Linked DNA regions of Mus musculus: region 1 is linked to region 2. Evidence: chromatin contacts called from public promoter capture Hi-C data. All regions are on one chromosome and are shown on one strand. The core of a region is the stretch at or near the end of the contact, and the rest is flanking DNA. Distances in the headings are between cores, read along the strand shown.

Region 1 (3,472 bases), core at 644-3,143, 2.0 Mb after region 2:
ACTTTCTGTGCAAGGTTCACAAGAGCTATTGAACCTAAGTCTCAGTTTCCTCCTTTGTAAAACAGACTGTTAAAGCCAGAACCTTCCAAATACTGTCTCCCCCCACCCTCACCCTGCCCCTGCCCCAAGAACAGAGTCAAAGCCCGGCCCACCTCCTCCTCCTCCCTCAGGCTCCCTTCCACTCCTGAACTCCTCAAGACTTGGTGTTCTCAACTGGAGATATTAGAGTCACCAGAGCTTCCAAGACACTGCTGCCTGCCTGCCTGCCTGCCTGCCTGCCTGCCTGCCTGCCTGCCTGCCTGCCTGCCTGCCTGCCTGCCTGCCTGCCTGGGCGGAGACCCCAGGCCAGCAAGGAGTGCTGCTGCCTGCAATTTGGGATTAAAAGGCTCTTTCAGGTGATTCCGATACAAAGGAGGATTAGACAATCTGTTTATCTAGTAGCCTTGGAGATCTGAAGGGAGCTCTTCCGGGCGGGTTGCTTAAGGGGTATTATGCAAGGAGGCTAAACTAACCTGAGGTCTCTGCTACAGGGCTACTGCGTGAAGCAAACGAAGTTAAAGGAGGCCAAAAACTAAAGCCCCACACTTTTTTCTAGGATAGTCACCCCCCCCCCCCCAGTTCTCCTGCTTTTGAGAACTTCTCCAAACAGTCTCAATGAGGATGTTGTCAATCCTGCTTACTAGGGAAGCTAGGTATTAGAATCTGGTTTCAAACGCCCTCCATTTCACAGCCCAAATCCTTAGTGACACACAGAGACTGTAAAAATACATCGGTGAGCCCAGACTATCCTGTTGTTAACTAGTTCCCAGGTTAGCCCCAGGGGACCAGTTGGTGGTCTACCGGTGCTGCTGGCCGCCTTCTACCAATGTGTGTGTCTCTTGTTTTATACCAAATAGAGCTTGACCAAAGCCAGACACAGGCCGAGTCATCTGTCTTCAGTTTGGGACTGATCTTGTGAGTGAGTGGCAGACAAAGAAGACCTGGGTTAATAGTCCACCCGCCCCCCATCCCCACCCAAGGACAAAGAACCATTCAAGGGACAGACCCTAGAGAATCTCAAGTAAACCGAAACCATCCCATAACGCAGACAGCAACAGCTGACATCCTGGGACTCCCGAGGTGTGGTCACCTAGGGCCTCAAGGGAAGTGATTAGGTAGGTATCCAGGTGCCACTTGAGGCCAGACTCTGTGGTCAGGGTACCCCGACCTCAGACATGTCTCCTTAGAATTACTGTTACCAGTCATCTCGCTCCAGACTTGTGGGTTCAGAGACGCCCCCTCCCTCTCTTGCCTGGAACCCCACCTTACTCAAGGCACAGCCTCCCAGAGGCCAGACTTTGCTCGATTCCAAGGGTACACGCTCGCCCCTCTCCACACGCCCTCGAACCCTCGTTCGTTCCCCACCCCGAGCGTCGGTCTCGATGCCTCCGCCGCCGTCTCTTTGTCCCGACGATCTCCCACGTCCCATCGCCCATCAGCACTCCAGGCTCGCCGCCCAGCGCCACCACCGCCCGCAGGACCAGCCGCCCCTTCGCAGATCCCCACCACCACCACCCCGACCACGGCTCCTTTCATTTGAAGCCCTTCCCCCGCTCCGGACCTCGCCCGCACGCGCTACTCAGCGCCCCACCGCTCCCGCTCAGCCTCGTCGCCACCCTCGCCCGCCCCGAAGCTCCCCGACGGCGGCCACCGCCCTCACCATGAAAAGTCGGAGGACGCCGGAGTCTCCAAATCCGGACTGAGAGGCAGGAAACACCCAGCTCGCTCAATGCAGGGGGCGGAGGCGGGGCCGGGGCGGGCACTTCCGGCGTCCGTCCACACCCCACTTCCGCCCCGCAGAGGGACTCTTCTTAAAGCGTTCCCCCCCACCCCCCACCCCCGTAAGCCCTAGATGGGGGGAACTCTTTTTATCAACCGTTCCCGCCTCCCCTTGGCCGAGTCAGGCGTTTAGTCCCACTTCTGGATGTTTGTTTCTCCTTTCCGTCTGCTAAAGAAGATGACAAGAGGAAAGGAGTCCTCACCTCCTCCATGGGCAAAGAAGCAGTGCGGAACTGTTGTTTCCCGGAACTGAATAATTGCTTGCTTCCCAAGAGGTGTTCGGAGCACAACACCCGGGGCAAGATGGCGGCCGGGCTTCGGCCGCTGCCCCGGGGCTGGCGGACCTCGGGGGGATCGGGCTAAGGCGGCGGTCGCTGCGGCCCGGACCCCGAGTGCGGGGCCTCGAACGGATAAAGATCTCCGGACTGCGGGTAGCGAGTGGGGACAGGATGGGCGCTTCTCTGGGCGGCGGGGCCAGGGACGGAGGGAGGCTATCTGGGGGGCCGAGTCTTGGTTTGAGTGAAGTCGGAGGAGGGACTGGCTTGCGGGCTTCGGGGATCTCCTTGTCCCCCTTCCATTGATTTCCGTGCCGAGGCGACTGGCCTTGCCAGCCAACTGATTGTGGGCGAGACGGACTTGTTCTTGTGGTTGTTGATGTCGGTGCCTGTGAGAGGCGTCGGGCCTCCGGATCACCCCAAGTGGAATTCGAGCCCAGTGCTGTCGCTCGCTGTGTGACCTTGGGTGAATCTAGTCCCATCTCTGACCCTCAGTTTCCTCCTCTGTAAATAGAGTAATTAGATTGTTTTACGGAGATTATTTTAGAATACGTTTTAGTGTGGTTCCTGACGGCTCTTGATCAAAAGCTGGAAAAACTGGATCGTATTTTGACTTAAGCCTAGCTAGCCTCACAGGGTGCCTGGCATTCTCAACTTCTCTTTGTGGTGCCTTTCTGTGTGTGTGATTCCTGAACCTTGCCTTTTTGACTTGCCGATAAGTAATTCCTTTGGGAATTCAAAGTCAGGGACGGTGGGTGAGGACACTGGCGAGTTATGTGCCCTCTGCATTTCGTTTCCCCATCTGGATAGGCTGTAGCTGTCTAAGAGCAATAGTTTGGCTTATTAATGGTTTCTTTAAGAGCTGTTGTCTTATCTTAGGCTTTTAAAATTGGGGTGTTGTAGCCTCACAGGATAGGCTTCCAAAGGGAGGCCTAGTTAAATAGATCTACAATGTCTGTTACATGGTCTACACTTAGATGGTGGCCCTTAGGCCTGGGAAACTAGCGACTTCTACCATAAAAGAAAGTCGCTCAGCAACTTGTGTTTATTTTTACTTCACAGTCTGGACTCCTGTGCGACATGTTGTGCTTCTTGAAGTTAGTCTCAACCAAATAGGTTGGTTGTAAGCAAGTTGCCTGGGGACGTAGAAGTAATGCAGAGTCTTGTCTGTTAGCGTTGAAAGCTTGGCTCTGCGGCTTACTAAATGTATAACCCAGACCAAGGGAGGCGAGATTTGATTGTCTCATCATGTTGCTGCTCTTATTGGATGAGACACTTAGGCGAACTGCGTCCCTCCTTACCGACTGATTGCTTTCTGATTTCTCTACCTAGAGCACTCTTACTTCCCTAAACCAGGTTCTCAGCTTTGTAAGGACAGT
Region 2 (3,489 bases), core at 806-3,305:
CACTTTCAGGTAGCCCCCCTTCCACTCCCACACCTCCCCTACTAACCCCTACTCACCCAGTGCCGAACTGCAGAAATCAGAGATCCGCAGGTCCTCCCTGTTGAGAAGACATGGCCTGCTCATCTCCCTTCTCTTTTGTGCCATCTTAGCCCCGACCATGAGCCAGATGCACGGGGGATGGAGGACCCTCTGATACAGAGCCAGCCCTTACTGAAAGACATTCCCATGGCCTGGATGTAGATTGCTGAGTCCTTTTATAAAAAGGACCTCCATCAAGAGGCCCTGGTTTGCCAAGGGATGGTCTGGGTGTGTTCTACTACTTTGGCATGGCAGAGATGCAGTTCAATAAATAAAGTCCTCAGACTTTCCCTTTATGATGGGAGTGTCCTCTCAAGACTGGAGAGTAGCAGGGGGAAATGAATGAGCTACTCAGCAGGAACTCAATAGCTTCCCCACTATAAATAACGGTAAAAAGAAGGTCAAAGAGGAAGTCCAAGGGTCTGGTCAGCTGGTTTCCACAGCCTAAGGCAGAACAATCAACAGTGAATTTAAGTATGCCAGAGGCAATGTTTAGGGACAAAGAGGAGAGAAACTGCCCCCAGGCGACCTACATTCTTCTAAGGAAAGAAGTGCCCGATAAATCAAAGTACTCTGTAATATTCTAAGTAGCCCTGAATCAGATTCTCTATGCTCAGGAGTGATAACCACACCCCTGGAAGGATGCTGGGAGAAGCAGGGCATTCTGGGAGATTCTGAAGCAGCTGAGGAAACAATGACTATCTGGTGTGCGCCTTGAAGAGTTCAGGTCCTAGACACCTATGTCTCACTAATCTCGAGACTTTAAGGCACTGCTTGCTTCTATCTGTCCTCTCAGCTGCACCGCCAGTAATTTATGTTCAGAGGTAACTTCTGGGTCACCAATGCTTTTTAAGTGTAACTTGCCCCCCTCATCACAGCCCTTCTGACCCATACAAAATGCTACCAACATTTCTAACTTAGCCCTGTAAGACCAAAACTAGAAAAGGCAAGAACACGGTGTAGCCTGTGTATGGTGGGCACCGTCTATGTGCCCTGTAAGAAGGTACAGACCAAGTGCTGGGGAGATGGATGTAACATAATAGAGTACATGATAATGATTAGGTGGAAGCATGGGGTTTGAAGTCACCAAGGCCTGGGCCTGAAACAATGATCTTTGTATGTCTCTCGGAGTGCCCAGGATTCCAGTGAGCCTGTGAAATACATAGGCTGCAAAAGTCTGCGCACACAGCTGCTGCTCAGTAAACCATTGATGCAAATGTTGACATCTGTGTTTGCTGCAACCTCGATTTACAATACGGATAATAACCAATGTGGTGTGTGGCCCACAGCAAAGACGGGATATCCTCCAATTCAGGGCTGCTGGGCTAGCCTAAGCTATAGTACAAGATCCCGCCTCCAAATCCAGAGCTGATGATTTATAGGGTAAAGGTTCTTGCCACCAAGCCTCACATTTGAGTTTGATTGTCCTAACCTATGCAGTGAAAGCAGAGGTCTTCTGAGCACCTTCTGACACCCTCCTCCCCCACCTCGAGCTTGGGTGCCAGGGAGTGCTCTACAGTCACATCACACAATCCTCTGAGCATCCCTACGTAATGCTTAAACCCCCATCTCAAAGGTGGCAGACAGGGACACAGGATGATAAACTGCCGCAGCCGCAGCGAATGGGAATGGCAGCTTTACTGAGAGCTTGCTACAGTGACACCGGAGGGAGAACTCAGCCTTTCCCAGCGGGTTGGCACACCCATTTCCAGGTTAGGGACACTGAGGCTGGAGTTGCCTCTCGGCGCTGCACTCACTCGGCCTCCCGCAGGCGGCGTAGCACCGCTTCGCCGTCCGCCTCCGGCTCGGCCCGGGGCCCCTCGCCCGGCCGCGGTCGCCTTCCCGCCGCGCGCTTCCTCCTCCGCGGAGCCACCGCGCTCCAGGGCTCGAGAGCCGCCGCCGCCATGCTCTGACGTCAGCAGAGTGCGCCAGAGCGGCCGCCGTGCCGCCGACGTCACAGGCTGCGTCACACCTCACGTCATCGCCAAGCCCCCACCGGCGGGAGGTGGGTCCGCGCGTGATCGCGGGGCTGCCGGGCGGGCGCAGGTATCGGGGGTTTTCCCGCGGGCGGCCAGACAGAGCCCGGGGTCCCGGTGGGCGGGCGGGCGGGCGAGCCTGATCCACGCGATCGGGCCGCAGGGTTCGGGGCTCCTGACCAGCGAGGGACTTCCCTCCGTCCCCGCGCGCACCCGCACTGTCCCCCTGCCTGTACTCTTAGGGTGTCATGGCCTCTTTAGGTCCCTTACACAATCACTGACCTCATCGGGACCTTTGAGAACTCGCTGTTAGGTCCTCCGAGCAGGCCTCAGGGAATGGGAGGGGTGGTTCCAGGAACAGAGATGCCCTGCACAGTGTGCTCGCCCTGTGTTTGCTGCAGAACGAGGTGTGTGTAGTTGAGGTGACTGATATTTAAGAGGCCTTTTCGGGTTCGTGGGGGATGCCCCTCGGGCACTTCCTTCTTCCTAAGAGAGTTTACTCGCTTTTAAGAGAGGGTCCTGCTTTGTAGCCATAGCTTGCCTGGAACTCAGCAATCTGCCTGTCTATTTCCAGTGCGCTGGGATAAAAGGCCTAAACTACCATGCCTGGCTCCCTCCCTAAGAGACTTCAACGTACTATTTCCACAGGTGGCAGATTGTGGCCAGCTTTAGAGATCCTGTCCTTGAAGGAATTAACCAGAAAAGTGGGATTAAGACTATAGTCTTAATGAAGCCAGGTGGTGGTGGCGCACACTTTTAACCCCAGCACTTGGGAGGCAGAGACAGCCTGAGTCTACAGAGTGAGTTCCAGGACAGCCAGGGCTATACAGAGAAACCCTGTCTCGAAAAAACAAACAAACAAATAAACAAAACAAAACAAAGACTATAGATGAAAATGACGGAAGGCTTGTCAAGGAAAAGGATTAAATTATTTTTGTGTTTCCTCCCAGTGTTATCCACACAGTGAAATAAGACTGTCAGAAAATTTCAGCCTCGTGGATAGTAATTTTAATGCCTGTACCACCTGTTTCTGGACAGTTCTCTTGGAGGAGCGAAGAATCAGAGTGAGGCCAAGACTCTTTTCTGGCAGAGTATTCCATGATACACTGAGTTGTCTTCCCCTCTGTCAAAGTTCTCTCTTGCACTCTGAAGGGCTGCGCACATTCTGATTAGGCTCCTGAGTGCCAGTTCCTTAATTTTGGGACCATTTGACTGGTGTGGTCCCTTACACCCAGTACCTTCTACACTCGTCGTCTGGTTTCCCTTCTGCAAAGCTATTTTCTGCTGAAAAAAAAAAAAAGGCCTTTGAAGTATCTGCTACCCGAACTCTTTTTATTCTAAAACACAAGCTCTGAAGGCTGCTTTGAAACCAAGTGTTTATTGAACCTTGTGGGTCACATGAGTGGTCACAGGTTTCTGAAAGAATTGATTCTTT

Evidence for each region. Promoter capture Hi-C pulls out the DNA fragments that hold promoters and counts their contacts.
Region 1: a promoter capture Hi-C map of erythroid cells shows a contact between it and region 2, with 6 times the contacts expected there. The contact joins the promoter of Ube3b here to the promoter of Hps4 in region 2.

The regions. Positions count from the first base shown.
Region 1 is chr5:114,378,727-114,382,198 of GRCm38.p6, forward strand. It overlaps Ube3b (ubiquitin protein ligase E3B), which reads left to right and starts at 1,894. Exons shown (of 28, transcript NM_054093.3): 1 at 1,894-2,249. It overlaps Kctd10 (potassium channel tetramerisation domain containing 10), which reads right to left and starts at 1,779. Exons shown (of 7, transcript NM_026145.4): 1 at 1,700-1,779. The coding sequence starts at 1,702.
Region 2 is chr5:112,341,040-112,344,528 of GRCm38.p6, forward strand. Hps4 (HPS4, biogenesis of lysosomal organelles complex 3 subunit 2) reads left to right here and starts at 2,056. Exons shown (of 14, transcript NM_001359853.1): 1 at 2,056-2,124; 2 at 3,005-3,489. It overlaps Srrd (SRR1 domain containing), which reads right to left and starts at 2,001. Exons shown (of 7, transcript NM_001359388.1): 1 at 1,836-2,001; 2 at 57-97. The coding sequence starts at 1,984.